2 separate regions of the Macaca mulatta genome follow, and region 2 is linked to region 1. A link is a contact called in public Hi-C data. All regions are on one chromosome and are shown on one strand. The core of a region is the stretch at or near the end of the contact, and the rest is flanking DNA. Distances in the headings are between cores, read along the strand shown.

Evidence for each region. Hi-C and Micro-C count contacts between places; a contact is called where the count stands out from the background.
Region 2: a contact with region 1 is called in a Hi-C map of fetal cortex germinal zone, with 4 times the contacts expected there. The contact joins the promoter of GSTZ1 here to the enhancer-like site in region 1. A contact is called at or near these places in 4 of 14 Hi-C or Micro-C datasets (cortical neurons, fetal cortex germinal zone, fetal cortical plate and 1 more).

Annotation. Positions count from the first base shown.
Region 1 is chr7:150,358,312-150,363,272 of T2T-MMU8v2.0, forward strand. No RefSeq gene overlaps it. Among named protein-coding and RNA genes, the nearest start is that of ZDHHC22, 9.4 kb to the left of the region's middle. Within about 2 kb of position 2,155, at least 1 of the 40 cell types and tissues checked has an H3K27ac peak or open chromatin away from gene starts, as enhancers often do. A contact at or near this core is called in fetal cortex germinal zone, where this site is marked.
Region 2 is chr7:150,530,684-150,535,399 of T2T-MMU8v2.0, forward strand. GSTZ1 (glutathione S-transferase zeta 1) reads left to right here and starts at 1,792. Exons shown (of 10, transcript XM_077941563.1): 1 at 1,792-1,928; 2 at 4,655-4,716. The coding sequence starts at 4,675. POMT2 (protein O-mannosyltransferase 2) reads right to left here and starts at 1,539. Exons shown (of 21, transcript NM_001260626.1): 1 at 1,197-1,539. The coding sequence starts at 1,444.

The DNA of each region.
Region 1 (4,961 bases), core at 905-3,404:
ATAACAATATCTATGGTAAATTACATTTAACTCAATATGGATTATAAAGAATTTGAAAAAAAGAAATATTATCGTTATTATTATTTGAGACAGAGTCTCTCTCTGTTGCCCAGGCTGGAGGGCAGTGGCATGATCTCAGCTCACTGCAACCTCTGCTTCCCAGGTTCAAGCGATTCTCCTGCCTCAGCCTCCCAAATAGCTGGGACTATAGATGCCCACCACCACGCCCAGCTAATTTTTTGTATTTTTAGTAGAGAGGGGGTTTCACCGTGTTTCCCAGGCTGGTCTCGAACTCCTGACCTCAGGTGATCCACCCACCTCGGCCTCCCACAGTGTTGGAATTACAGGCGTGAGCCACCGCGCCTGGCCAAGAAAAAATTATTAGAACAAGTGAGGCATCACACTCCTCTGCCATTATCAGTCAGAAGTAAGCACCAATTTATTAACACAAACATTACATAATACATAATACAGGAGCAATCTCGCTACTGCTAGCACTAAGAAAATGTTGTTCTTGCACTATAATGTTTAGCTATTAAACACTGACAGTGAAATGCACCAATAAGGAAACTGTCATCACAGAGAATCTCTGATAAAATGTTAGATGTACTCCTTTATCAAAGGCATTGGCTTGGGCTTCGGCTGAATACTGATTGTAACAATTGACCATCTGGTGTTCAGCCAAAATGTGTGTTGAGTGTATCTCTAACTTTAGATTATTTCCAATATCTCACTATTATTAGCAACATTGCAATGAACGTCCTAACACAAACAACTCTATGGGACCCTGTGATTATTTCCTTGGCTGAATTCCAAGAAGTAGAGTGTCTGGGTCAAAAGGATCCCTATCACCAAACCATCCTCCAGAAAGTTTGTGCCAGCTTCCTTCCCACACAAGGAGTGGGGGGCTTGTAATCTGCCTTCTCACCAGCTCTGGGACCTGCTTTTCCAATCCCCCACGGAGGCTGGGAGTTGGACGGCAGAGAATAGCATCCTTTAGCTAGCCCAGACGCCCCCTGGAGCCCACGACTGCAATTGTAGCTATAATTTATTTTGTGTTTACTTCTTTCTGTCATTGTGGTAGACCATTTACTTCCTGCTTTTTAATCCCCTCAAGGATGGTTCAAAGTAAATATGGCTGGCTTCATCTTATAGATGAGGAAACTGAAACTCAAAGGGTTGGATGGCCCTGCTTTTAGCCCTAATGGAAATCTCCAGGGGCCTGTTCAAGCAACAGTCTGCAAGCCTATTCCTGCAGGTAAATGAAACCTGTAAGGCCCAGTCCCCACGACCCCAACTGTTCAGCCCCTCTCAGGATCAGGGATCCCTGCGCCCTCCCAGCCAGCATAGTTTCTAGCCAGGGCCTAAAGGTGGAAAAGAGGGTGACCACCCGGTGGGCTCAGCTCTGTGCTGTGCACTTTACCTTCACATGTTCACATCCATAGCTTCTTGGTGGTTTCTGAAGGAAAACGTGCTAGAGCCTGTCCTCTCTGAGTGAACTTCCTGGTGTGTGTAAGTCAGATCCAACAGTGCAAGGAGCAGGTCAAGATTGTTGGTCACGGAGTCCCTCAGCACAGTAAGTTGACAGTTGACCGCTTTGGGGGTAAAGGGGCAAGTTTTGATCATGTTCCAGGAGGGACTTTCTGTACATTGTCTCACGTAAGTCTCAAATGGCCAGGAGAGATACCTTTATCTTATACAGGAGGAGACAGTGGCTCAGGAAAATATCCAAGAGCTCGCAGCTAGGAAATGGCAGAGAATGCAGATAAGGACCTAGACCAGAGGACACACTCAGGGCACGTTCATAGAGTGGATGGAAGGATGAATAGATTCTACAGGGCCCTAGATGGTGAAACTACAGGAGCTAGACTACTACAGACCCTCTGTGTAAACCAGGTACTGCCAGGCAGGAAAGAAGAGGGCAGGATTTGAGCCACTCTGGTGGCAAGGGTCCTCTCTTTTTTCATTCTTTCAGGCAAGAGAAGTTGCATCGAGGGCTGCCTTGTACAATTGTTCAGGTTCTACACTTTACAATTCCAGGGGCCTCATTTTCACACATGTATATTTGGATGATTATTATAAGAATTTTCCAGTAGATGGCAGTAAAGTATCTTGAGTTAAGGACACCCCTTTTCTGTACAAATATACTGTTTGGGCTATTTGCAGTGCTGGCTGCATCTCTCTACCAGCCTCCAAACTGCTGGGAGGTTGCCTGACACCCCTTCCCTCCCTTGTCTCACCCCTTCATCGATTGCCTCAGAGTCTCAGAGTTGGGCTGGGGAGTTCAGAGGAGAGTGGCATTAGCACCAGAAAGCCCCAGCTGCATCCTTTATTCCAACAAAGGTGATGTTTGTAATGGGAAATCCTGGGTTCAAGTCCCAGCTCCTGCATTTTTTTTTTTTTTTTTTTTTTTTTTGAGACAGAGTTTCACTCTTGTTGCCCAAGCTGGAGTGCAATGGTGCGATCTCGGCTCACTGCAACCTTCACCTCCTGGGTTTGAGTGATTCTCCTGTCTCAGCCTCCTGAGTAACTGGGATTACAGGCATACACCACCACGCCCGACTAATTTTTTTGTATTTTTAGTAGAAATGGGGCTTCACCATATTAGCCAGGCTGGTCTTGAACTCCTGACCTGAGGTGATCCGCCTGCCTCAGCCTCTCAAAGTGCTGGCATTTCAGGTGTGAGCCACCACGCCCAGCCGCTCCTGCATTTCTTATGAATGGTCTTATGCAAGTGACCTCAAAGTTCTGGGCCCTAGTTTTGGTTTCTGAAAAGAGTGCAGTAATAATCCCTGCCCTTGGGGTTGCAAGGAACAAATGCTATTCTGAACACGACCATGCATGGCTAGCTATAAAGCACTGCGTCCATGAGTGTCCTCCTTACCCAGAGAGGATATGCTGCATTATTGTGGGAAGGGTGTGCCACAGACCACATAGCGCCGCCTTGTCACAACACCCCCCAGAGTCACCTTCCCATAAGGGATCTCTCTCCTGGCTCTCCGCTGCTACTCTATCCCAACGGGTTGCTTTGACCCCTTCAGGCTCTGATCCAAGCTCCTTAGTATAGTGCATCCATTAGCCAGTTAATACATATTTAGTAAGCATCTACTATGTGCTGGGGTCTATGCTAATCTCTAGCCTAGAGTTGCTTACAGTCCCATGGGGGCAATAAAGTTAGTGTAGTTGCCATCTTGTTTCTTGGTTCTTGATAAAGCCAGACTTTATCCCATTCCTCTGGGACCCTGGGGAGGAAGAGGCCTTACCCAGTTCCTCCCTTCCTAGTTCCTAGGACATTTAATGACTGGAGACTATCCTTGGCCCCCACTATTGTAGATCACTCCAAGGTGCAGAAGAGAAGCTTAGCTGGGCTCTTCGTTGCCTCTCTCATGTGGGTCAGGGAAGCCTAGAACAAACTTATTGTGGATTTCACTTACGATTTGATACAGCTGTGAGGGAACAGGAACTCCAAAATAGCAGTGGCTTAAATGAGCTAGACATGCAGTTCCTTCTAATGTAAATGAAGTTCAGAGACAGGCATTCCAGAGCTAATATGGCCACTCTACAGTGCCAGGAGGGACCCAGGTTCTTTCCAGTTCCCTGTTCGGTCATCCCTCAGATGTGGTCTTCATCTTCATGATGGAGGTGTCAGCTCAGGGCTGGCAAAGTCCTTCATCACATGAGGGCCCAGCCTCCTTTTATATAATTTCGTCCTCAATTCTTAGTATGCAGCCTTTACCTCATGGCCCAAAATAGCTTCTCATGCTCCAGCCATTGATTCAACATTCCACTACCAGGAAGTAGGAAAAAAGGTATGAGCAAGGGCATACCTTCTTCCTCATAGGATACCCCCTGGAAATTACTTGCGATACTTCTCTTTGTCTCCCATTGGTTAGAATTTAGCAACATGACCATATCTAGATGCAAAGAAGGTCAGCAGATGAGTCTTTACTCCAGGTGGCCCTGTGCTTAGCTAAAAATTGTAGGTCCAATTCCTAGAGAATAAGAGGAGAATGGGAATTGAGGAACCATGAGAATTCTCTACTACATCTTGCCTATGCGGGGATATCTCCTTCCTACAGGGAACATCTCTACCTAGCAGGCTCCCCAGCATGAATTAAAGGAAAATAACCTAATAACCATAACACCACAGAACAAGAATTATACAAATACCGTAATGGGGTAATTTCCTCTCTGCATATAAATGACATTTGTGTTCTCTCGTACTTATCATCATTGCCAACCCTCATCCTATAACCCCTGATGTGCTCAGCTGCCTCCAGTCCTATCCCTCCCGGTCCATCTATAGCATCCCCTCCCACAGCACCGAGACAAAGTCCCCCGTGTGCCCATCCCTGCCTCCTCCCTTCCTAGAGTGGAATCTGGCTAAAGTTAAAGCTAGGGGAGAAATGAGGGGGAGGCCCCGCGACGGCGGCAGCTGCACAGCAGGGACAGGCGGCGGTTGCCTTGGTGAGCTGGGCAGAGATTTCTATGATGCTGCTAAATGTATTTTCCTGACCTGCCACCGCCTTCTCTTTCCTGCTTAGGAGACACCTTTCAGGAGCTGAGGCCTCTCAACTTGTTCTCTGCTCCCATCCTTTAAAATACTCATTTCCCTGCTCATTACCTCTTCCTGTAAGATTGGGTCTGGAGCCCGCAGACACAATAGGTGTGGAGGGGGAATGGGGCATTAACACTGATCGAGTCTTGCAGGTGTTTTTCCACGGAACCTCCCACCAGCCCTGCAACCTCATCTGCATTTGACAGAGCAAGCCCTGAGCCTGAGAGCTGCTAAGTAGTTGGTAGTTGGTAGTTGGTCCAGGTCACCCAGCTTGTAGGTGGCAGACCTGGGACTGGAACCCCATGCGGGATTCTGAGGGTGGAATTTCAAGCAGGCTACCAGATGTGGGAGGATAAATTTGGGGGCAAGAGAATGTGCACGGCATTGGCTGTCCCTGCCATCT
Region 2 (4,716 bases), core at 542-3,041, 170 kb after region 1:
CTCCAGGACAAAGAGGAGGTCTGCGTACTGCCGTCTATAAAACAGCAGATTTTCCAAGCTTGTCGTTCCTTCACTTGGATGCAACCCACTGCCTGTGCAGTCATCCATTTAAACCCATAGCGTCACCCTGTGGGACTTGGATGGCAAGAGAAACTGCTTCTAACATGCATCCTCTTTCCCGTAATAAGGTCCTTTGTCTCTAACCCAGGTGTCTCATCTTCTGCCAGCAGTCACGACACAATAACAGGCTAATTTATTAATTTCTAAATAAAGCAACCCTGACAGTCTGTTTTCTTGCCTACTTTTTGCTTAAAGAGCTCCATTTCTGGGCCAGGCGCGGTGGCTCACGCCTGTAATCTCAGCACTTTGGGAGGCCAAGGCGGGCAGATCACGAGGAGATCAAGACCATCCTGGCTAACACGGTGAAACCCGTCTCTACTAAAAATACAGAAAAAAATAGCCGGGCGTGGTGGTGGGCGCCTGTAGTCCCAGCTACTCTGGAGGCTGAGGCAGGAGAATGGCATGAACTCGGGAGGCAGAGCTTGCAGTGAGCCGAGATCGCGCCACTGTACTCCAGCCTGGCCGACAGAGCAAGACTCCGTCTCAAAAAAAAAAAAAAAGAAAAAGAAAAAAAGAGTTCCATTTCTGACACCCAGTATCTGGATAGTACAAGCTTAAACCTTTAAGAAAATAAATCTCTTCTCACAGGAAGAGTTCTGCCTCTTAAAATCCTTTTGTCACCATACCTGAACACCCAAACTGTCCTTGCCCTATAAGATAAAGGTACAGTTAGGTATTTTCCCCTCTGTTGATGCCTGAAAATCCTGCAGATATCGGAACTCAGGCCTTAGAAAATTCTGTACCCAAGAATTTGCAATTCTCTTTGGAAAGTTGAAAGCACCTTTAAAAGCCACAATTTGCAAGCCAGGTGATGCACTGTAACATAACGCGGAAGACATGAGGGCTGCTTCCTCAGATCCTAACAATCCCATTGCCCCACTACCAGAGCAAAACGATCCCCCTCCCAGAGAATGCACCTCGCCAGAGGCCAACCCACCCGGTACCTCAAGTTCCCCTCCACCACGGCCCCGCCCCTCCTCCTGTAGATCCCGCCTCCTCCGTACCCTCGGGCCAATCAGAGGGCGGCGTCCCCTCGCGGTTGCCATGGTGGCCACCGAGTCCCTCCCATCACTCACCAGATGTGCCGCGGCTCGGCCAGGCGGTGGAAACGGGTGGCGAAGGACAGCAGCGTCACCAAGGCCAGCAGGGCCCACCGGCCGGCCGCCTCGAAGCGCTGTGAGCCCCGGGCAGGCCGTTTGGGGCTTCGCGCCGCAGCCTCGGTGGCCACGTCCCGGCCTGCGGCCCTAGCAGCCTGGGGCCCACAGCGGCCCCTCCGGGGACGCAGTTCGGACTCCGCCAGGCCTCCGCCCGTGGCCGGCGGCATCTTCCCCCTCCTCCGGCTCGCCCACCGGCCCAGAGGCACACTCTGACCAGCCGCCCCGCCAGGGAGTCACAGGAGGGCAGCTCGGGGTACCCCGGGAAATGCAACTCCCTTCCACGGCAGCGGAGTGCGGGGCCCCGGGCTCGGGGCGGGGCGGGCAGCGTGGTGGCGGCCCGGGCCGCTAGGAGGCGGCAGGAGGCGCAGAGCATGTCGGGACCGGGAGGGCCGGCCGGCCCGAGGGGGGACTGTGCAGGAGGGGTCGGGCTCAGGGAACTGCAACTCCCAGCAGCCCCCGGGTACGGGGCGTGGCAGGAGGGCTGGGCGTGCCAGAGGCGACCGGAAGGATCATTGTAGTCCATCCAGACCCTCGCTTTACCCGGACGAAAGCTACGGGCCTGACTCGTCGAGTTTCACTGGCGAGTCCCAGGCGCGAAGTTTCTCGGCCTAGAGGAGGGGTCGCGCGAAGTGCCACATGCAGGCGGGGAAGGTCTGTGCCGCGCACCCGGGTGGAGGGAAACTGGTTAGACACTTGGAGACCCTGGGGGTCGGGGTCAGAGGTGAGCTGCTCCGCCCGCCCAGCAGACAAAGACTCCCGGCGTGCCGTGCGTTGCGCCGGGCACGCTCTGCGCCTGCGTGCTGCACGCTGCCCGCTGGGTCTCGAATTCCCCGGAGGGTTGGGCTGGGGGAGGAGGCGGTCCTGGTGGGGAGTTCGTAGCCAGGTGGAGTCGCTGTCCGGACGCGCTTCATTTCTGCCCCGCCCTCCCTGCTCCCCTTAACAGACCCCTCCACTAGGGCTTCCAAACGTCGCCCCAAGCTTCCCAGTTTCTCGCAGCCCTTCATGCTCCTCTCTTGGCCCTAGCAGGAGATGGCCTTCCAGTAATGTTTGTATTGTAAGAGTCCCTGGGCAGGGCGCGGTGGCTCACGCCTGTAATCCCAGCACTTTGGGAGGCCGAGGCGTGCGGATCACAAGGCCAGGAGATCGAGACCACCCTGGCTAACACGGTGAAACCCCCGTCTCTACTAAAAATACAAAAATTAGTCGGGCATGGTGGCGGGCGGCTGTAGTACCAGCTACTCGGGAGGCTGATGCAGGAGAATGGCGTGAACCCGGGAGGCGGAGCTTACAATGAGCCAAGATCGGCCAGTGCACTCCAGCCTGGGCAACAGAGCGAGACTCCGTCTCAAAAAAAAAAAAAAAGTCCCCGAGCGAGGAGAGGCAGTCATGACAATCACCTGGGGAGCTTCACGGCTTTCACATGTTCTTCCCCGGGGGCCGCTCCAAAGCCACTCTTCATCTCTGGTGGAACGGGCCCAAGAATCTGCATGTTTTTGTAAGCGGTCCTGATGGGTCTTAACGCGCCGTAAAGTTTGAGAACCACTTTTATGGCACTAAGGAAGGTGGCACGTTAGATGGGACTTTGTGTCACGTTAATAAGGTATAGTCCTCCCTCTTCCAAATGGGATTTTAGGAGTCTTTTTCTCAAATCATGTGTAAGACATGGTTTAAAAATAAAATCTGCTAAAGTAATCAGAATGCATATTTGAATTGGAAACAGAAGTCTTCCAGGAGTGCTGATGAGATGGATACTTGGGCTTAAAATTTAGTTCTACAAGTGCAGAAAGGAACGGGGGATGGTTTGCATAGGTATCACTGGTAAGAGAAAGCAGAAAATGCTTAAGAGATTTCAGGTTTCCTGCTTGTGGGTCGTGATGGAGGGGAGCAGCGTTTACCATGCTTTTGGTCATTCGTAGTACAGATCCAAAGGTGTAATCCAAAGGCATTTAACCATTAGGTAAGGCATTTCTTCAGGGATTCTAAGCCAATTAATATCTGCCACTCTCTAGTGGTCACCAGCAGTCCCTGTCCCTTGGCCCCAGGGCCCCTGTAGCCTGGCTAAGTAAGGAAAGGGGACTGCATCTCCAAATAAGAAAGATCCAGTTGTGGCCACCCAATTCCTCCTCTTCGAAAGGCACTTTCTGCCCATCGCCTGCTTTCTGTGCCAGGACCATCTTTACTTTCCCCACAAAAGGTACCTTCAGGACAGGCTGGGACTCCTGGGCTTGGGAACCACCTTGGAAGGGCCTAGGTTCCCACTTGTACCCTTGCCATCTAGCAGACTGAGTTGGTAGTACAGGGATGGTGAAAGCAGGTTCAGGGAGCAGCTTAATATTCTGGGGGTGGCAGAGGGGAGAGGGAGCTTTGGTGAAATGTCTCTAGTCAGAGGGGTAGTAAACAGGGTATCTGAGAAGTTCTGTCAAGTTCTCCCCCATCCATAGGGATACACGTGTTGGTGGGAAGGTTCATGAGTGCTAATCACTGGCGAGTCTTTCCTGGGTTCCACTTTGAAATGCTGGCTCCCCAAGAAGTAGCAGAGAAATTAACTTTGAGCCCCTTAAACTTTGGAGTAGAGATCACACACCCAGCTGCCCCCAAGGGCCCAAAGGTAACAAAAATGAGGAAAGTGGGCCAGATACAGGCCATGGCAGACCTTAGAGGGCATACCCTGGTTGATGGGGGCCATCAGTATGTTCCCATCAATTGTTGGTATTTAGGAGCCCAAATCTACTGTCTCCAGATTTTTTAAAGAAAAAAACAGGTGTTGTATATAAAATATCATGATTTTTATTTTTTATTTTACTTTATTTATTTTGAGATGGAGTCTTGCTCTGTCCCCTAGGCTGGAGGGCAGTGGCACTATTTTGGCTCACTGTATCCTCCGCCTCCTGGGTTCAAGCAATTCTCATACCTCAGCCTCCCGAGTAGCTGTGATTACAGATGCACACCACTACACCTGGCTAATTTTTGTATTTTCAGTAGAGATGAGTTTCGCCATGGTGGCCAGGCTGGTCTCGGACTCCTGACCTCAGGTAATCTGCTGTCCTCAGCCTCCCAAAGTGCTGGCATTACAGGCATGACCCACCACACTAGAACGAAATGTCCTGATTTTTAAACATTGGCAACTACCTAAAACATTTTAAACTACTGTGTTGAGCAAACAGAAATTCTGAGGGCCAGATAGGGCCCCAGTGGGCTGCCAGCTTTTGACCTCACCTTTGGGGTGAGTGAGCATATCTGCCAGCTGTTTTTATGGGGACAGCTGAGAACCTGGACTGCTGGGAGGTGGGGTTGAAGGAGACAGGCACCAAAGCATCAAAAAGTTAGAATTCCTCGTCTTTCTGCATTGCTAGAAGGAATCCCTGCTATCATTTTAGGGCAACCCTTCGTTTTACAAATGAGGGAACCGAAGATTAAAGAAGGCCGAGGTTTGTCCAAG